Linked DNA regions of Ovis aries: region 2 is linked to region 1. Evidence: chromatin contacts called from public Hi-C data. All regions are on one chromosome and are shown on one strand. Each heading gives the region's core, a stretch centred on a gene start, on an enhancer-like site or on the middle of the called end of the contact. The rest is flanking DNA. Distances are from core to core; before and after follow the strand shown.

Region 1 (2,736 bases), core at 4-2,503:
GAGGTACAGACAGGCTTTCCACAAGCTGAGATGTAGGGAGAGGGCCAGGAGGTGTAGGCAGGAAGAAGTGGTGTGAGCAGGGCTGCTGAGTCCATGCCCAGGCCTGGGACTGATCTTCCGGTCTTGTAGGGCCAGGGGTCAGTGGGAGCACCCCAGCTGGGCTTCAGCTACAGATTGGAGCTGGGGCTGCTCTAAGGGGTGCAGGCACCAAGTGGTCAGGACTCTGGCTAGTTTTTGGGCACTGTGTGGGCACTGCCCCGTCCCCCGGAATTTCCCACATCTGTGCCTTCCTGATACCACTTCTCCTTTCCTGGGCTTGGCCCTGACTCAGCATGGCCCTGGTCCCCCGTGGTAGGCGGGGAGAGGGATCAGCTAGGAGGCTTCCTGGAAGAGATGTCTAGAATGAGATTGGGAGGCCCATGGGGTCCCCTTGCTCCGCTTTCTTGGCATATAACCCTTTTCCTGCAAAGACTTTGCTGGGAAAGGAGCCCTTAGCATCTGTTCCTGTCTCCCTTATCACTATGGTAACAGGGCCATCAGAAATGTGATCACATTTCCTTTTGGATGGAACATCAACTCAGAGCTGTCTGGATCCTGAGTTGTAGCCAGTGTGAGGAGGCGGATCTCAGAGAAGCCCTGGGATCCCGGCTATGGCCTCATTTGCCCCTGATGGTTGAGTTTGCAGCTGTGGTGCTGTACTTCCTGGGTGAACATCCTAGTTGTGGGACCAAGAACAAATTACTTCCTGTCTCCATGTCTCAATTTCCTCATCTGTAAAGTGGGGATAGCAAGAAGCCCTGCCTTAGGGAACCCTTGTGATGAGTAAATGAGTGAATTCACTTAAAGCTCCTGGGAAAGTATACATACACACATACATACTTAATAAAAATTAAGTAATCCAGGTCTTCATTTATTAATCCCTGCTGAGTGCTGGGCATACAGTAGTGAAGAAGGAGGGTATGGCACTTGTCTTAGGGAACCCACGTGCTGGGGAGCCAGGCCTCAGGAAGGGCAGGTCCCTCACAGATGATCAGGACGGTGGTGGGGGAGGACTGGGGGCCAGAGATGAGAGGACTGATGCTGCCTGGGTTCTGAGGATGCTCTGTTGCCATCAGCTTTGCTTCAGTGCTGGCTCTGAGTCCTGGGGGAGGCAGGGAGCCAGGCCGACACAGCCCTGCTTGGCATTGGAAGGGCAGAGGCTGTCCCCCCTGCTCTGAGCACGTCTGGTTGGTCCTGATCCAACATCCTAGAGCTCTGCTCTCAGCTGATCACAGGCTGGGCCTCCAAGGGCCCCTTCCTATTGGAGTCTGGGAGACTATGTGCGATAGTTTGCTTTGGACTTTAGACTTGACCAGCTGGGAGCTGACACCACAGGTCATGCCCTCGGGCCTGCCTTTTATTTGCTTCCCTCTTGACCCTGTTGGCTAACCTGTCCACCTACCTATCCACCCACCCGCCCAGCCAACATGCTCTTGTTGCTATCTCAGCCAGGCCCTGTACTAGGTGGGCTGTGGGGATACAGAGTCAACATCAAGGCTGCCCTTGCCCTAAAGAGATTCAGGGTCATGTTGGGGAGACAGCCTAGTACAGTGCTCATTGTAGGGAGAGTCTTCGCAGGTCCAGCTAAACTCCCACCCTAGGCCCACTTGGCATCAGATTCTCTGAGAAGCATAGAGAGAGGGAAGAGCTGGCCACCAGGACAGCGGTGGGTCTTCCTCTGCTGGAGGGTCCTCCTGGCAGTCACTGCCGCCGTCCACATAGCTGTCTGGGAGCCATTCTCTGTGGTCCTCCAGGGGGCAGCTTGGGGGTGGGGGACAAGACTCACAGTGGACAAGTGTGGGAGCCACCCTGGCTTGGAGACCTCTTGCTCCAAGGAGCCAATATGTCTTCTAACAACCTAGCAGGTGTGGTTTCAGGTCCTTTGCACAGGCTGTGCCCAGTAACAAGCTTCCACACTCTGGGAAGCCCAGAGCTCCAGCTTCTCCCCCAGGTCAAGAGATCACTTACAGTTTCTCCCAGTCCAGGTGCAGTTCCACACTCAAGCCACTCTTGCTAAAGGTAGTGTTGCCTGGGAGCGTGGCTGACATACCACCTTCATCAGGTTTCTAGGGAGAAGGAATTTTGTCCATTCTTTACCTATGGAGAAAAAGAAGATAGAGTTCAGGGTGATGTAGAAGTAGCCACTACGTGTCCTAAGAAGCATCCAGACTGTGGCGTCAGGGTTCAGGTCTGGCTTAGATGCTAGCACAGTACCTGGCACAAAGGAAGGCGTTACTAAAAATCGGGTTACTTGGAATAATTCACCTAAAAGCTCATCACAGAGGATAACATGGGCAGGGCCTAGGGGAGCAGGAAGGAGGGGTCAGGAAAGACTTTGAGAGAAGGGGCATTGAGTGAGAAGTTAAAGGATGAGTAGATCTCAGTGCAAAGAAATAGAGGAAACAATAGAATGGAAAAGACTAGAGATCTCTTCAAGAAAATTAGAGATACCAAGGGAACATTGCATGCAAAGATGGGCACAATAAAGGACAGAAATGATATGGACCTAACAGAAGAAGAAGATATTAAGAAGAGGTGGCAAGAATACACAGAAGAACTGTACAAAAAAGGTCTTCATGACCCAGATAATCACGATGGTATGATCACTTACCTGGAGCCAGACATCCTGGAATGCAAAGTCAAATGGGCCTTAGGAAGCATCACTACGAACAAAACTAGTGGAGGTGATGGGATTCC
Region 2 (2,707 bases), core at 205-2,704, 460 kb before region 1:
CTTGGATAAACCGAGGAGTGCCTGCAGTGCCCTGGTGGGGACCACCAGTCAAGAAGAAAGGGCCAAGTCTTGCTGCCAGAGGTGGGGAGCCCTTTGGAAGACCAAGGGCATCCTGTTCATCCCCTCCCATTGTCACTTCTCCCTGAAGCCCTTCCACAGCCCATCACCCAGACAAGGCTCTGTAAACACACAGGAGCTCACGAGCCTGAGTGCCACCCAGTGCCAGGCAGGGCAGAGGGTGGTCCCACCCTCAACCCAGGATGGCCTGCTCCCTTCCCCCACATCCTGAGGAAGCCTCGCCCACAGGGGACACCCTATTGTTCACTGGCCGGACACACAGTCCTTTCCTTCAAATCACTTATCCCAGTGTGGTTATATATTAAATTATGTGAACTCCACAGGGGCAGGGGCCAGCTGGTTCGCCTCCATATCCCCGTGGCACAGTGCCCGACGTGTAAATGCTTATGTTCCAGCCTCTGATCTCAGTGCATGTGTATTGATTCAGGCCTCCCAATGCCCTACATGGGAGGTAGTGTCTCCTTCTGGAAATGAGAAAACAGAGGGGCTGCAAGATTCAGTGATTTGCCCAAGATGCCACAGCTGAAGAAAAGTGGAGACACTCAAATGCAGGTGGTCTGGGCAGAGAGTTGGTGCTCTTAACCTCATCCTCACTGGAGCGCCTCTCTCATCCTGAATCACATGAAGGTTGAAGGGTTGTTTACAAACTCTCCTGCCCCACAGGGACTGCAAGTGGCAGGGGACACTGGAAAGGGAACTACTCATGGAAGTGAACTCAGTCTTGACTCCCCATTTACTGCCTGTATAACCTGGAGCAAGTCCTCATCTCTCAGAGCCTGTTCCCTCATTTGCTAAATGGGAATAATACTGTCTATCTCACATGGTAGTGGTGAAGAAATATTACAGTGGATGTAAGAGGGCCCTGCCTGGTGCCTGGGACATAGGTCAATACCTCGATTCCCTTCCTTAGGTGCCTGACTCTTACATCCACCCAAATCTTCCATGACAAGGGTGATGGTAAAGAGGTAGCTTTGGTGGCCTGACCTGCCAAGATTGGAGTAGTTGTGTCTGGAGGGCATGTTACCCAGGGCCTTTCCTAGCCTTTGGAGGGTCAGAGTGTCCCTCCTGGGCCCCAGGACTACTGCCAACGAGAGAAGAGACCTCTATGTGCCAGGGCCCCTGCCCCTGCTGCATGGAGCTCCCTGAGCTGAGCTGCTGCTGGCCGGTCAGCAGGCGTTTCCTCCTCCCAGTTGTTCCCCTACCACCCCAGTGCCCCAAGTCCCTGGCTTTAGCTCCCTAGCTCCGTCAGAGGCGGGAAGAGCTGGGGTGGTGGGGGTGACGGCAGGATTCCCACAGAGGCACTGACCTGCACTGAACGGAGCGGGAGCGGAGCAGCTGGGGCGGTCCAAGCCCCTGGCGCACAGCCAGGCGCCACGCTGACCTGCCAGGTGACCTTGGGCAAGGCCCCGCCCCTCTCTGGCCTTAAGTCTGTAGCTGAGTTGATAGTCCCCAGGGTCCGTCAGGGGCTGCGCCCTGTCACACTGGCCTTCCGGAGTCAACAGCCCCAGGAAGTGATGTCAGGCTGAGGAGGTGGGGAAAGGGCAGGGAGGCCCACAGAGTAAGAGGAGATATTTTGAGAGCAGACAGGTCCCTCCACGTCACTGCTGGACAATGGTCTGGGGCCAGGAGTGGAAAATTCTGCTCTTACTTTGGCTGAAAATAGTATAAGGCAACAGGGTCGGGAACCCACCCTCAAGGAGGGTGGCCTGCCCACTGAGCAGCAAGGCCCAATGTCCACAACAAGGGGCCAGGCAGTCTGACCAGGGTCCAGAGATGGGGCCCTGGGCCTGTCCATGGTTCTCTTAGGGTCTCCGTTCCCCACCCCAACCAGTGTCGGCCACAGGATTGGATGGTGAGTAAAATCCTCCTGTCCCGTAGGTCCTGTGTCCTTAGACATCTCCAGGCACTGGTTTCAAGGAAGGCTTCCTGAGGCTAGGCCATAGTGTGGTCTTCATGTGCTGCGGACACTGAGTCCTCAGTTCTCAGGGTCTCAGGACAGCTGCTGGAGGGGTAAGTGGGCAGGACATGAAAGGTGTGGGGACCAGGGGAACTTGGGCCCATGGGACACAGTCCCATCCCCAACTGCAGATGGACATTCAAGGGCCCCCAAAGTCATGACATATAACTCCCTGACTCTGGGTCTGAGCAGGGCTGAGGGAGTCAGAGCTCAGCATCAACACTCCTGGTCAGTAGAGCATCTCACCTGGGTAGAGGCTCCTTATAAACTGAGATGGGCTTCAGCCTGAGCAGCAGCTGGTAGGAAACTCAGGCCTGCAAGAAAGGTTCAAGGACAGACTCTAAGAGATCATCACAAAGATAATCATATGGATCCCAGCTATATTAACAGAAGTAACCTAGAATGCGGGAGGTGAGCATTCCACACTACTTTGGGCAAGTCACCCACATTACACAATGCAGAGTAATGGTCGGGGTCATGGCTCATGACAGGTCCCTGTCACACGGGGGAGCCCTGGAGCTAGACCCTAAATAGGGCAACCCTGAGGGTGCTGTTTTGACGAGGCAGAGTGGGAAGGGTGGAGAAGTCACTGGAGGTAGGTGGAGGCGGAGTGGGGAAATCAGGCAGAGAGGGCCCATCAGGGAAGGGCTTTCCCAGAGGGAGAAAGAGATA

Evidence for each region. Hi-C and Micro-C count contacts between places; a contact is called where the count stands out from the background.
Region 2: a Hi-C map of liver shows a contact between it and region 1, with 5 times the contacts expected there. The contact joins two enhancer-like sites. A contact is called at or near these places in 3 of 16 Hi-C or Micro-C datasets (blood, liver and tail adipose tissue).

Annotation. Positions count from the first base shown.
Region 1 is chr15:50,994,403-50,997,138 of ARS-UI_Ramb_v3.0, reverse strand. All of the region lies in intron 2 of ARAP1 (ArfGAP with RhoGAP domain, ankyrin repeat and PH domain 1), which reads left to right. Among named protein-coding and RNA genes, the nearest start is that of ARAP1, 31 kb to the left of the region's middle. Within about 2 kb of position 1,253, at least 3 of the 54 cell types and tissues checked have an H3K27ac peak or open chromatin away from gene starts, as enhancers often do. A contact at or near this core is called in liver, where this site is marked.
Region 2 is chr15:51,450,873-51,453,579 of ARS-UI_Ramb_v3.0, reverse strand. P2RY2 (purinergic receptor P2Y2) reads right to left here. Exons shown (of 5, transcript XR_006056377.2): 4 at 2,282-2,349. Among named protein-coding and RNA genes, the nearest start is that of P2RY2, 17 kb to the right of the region's middle. Within about 2 kb of position 1,454, at least 9 of the 54 cell types and tissues checked have an H3K27ac peak or open chromatin away from gene starts, as enhancers often do. A contact at or near this core is called in liver, where this site is marked.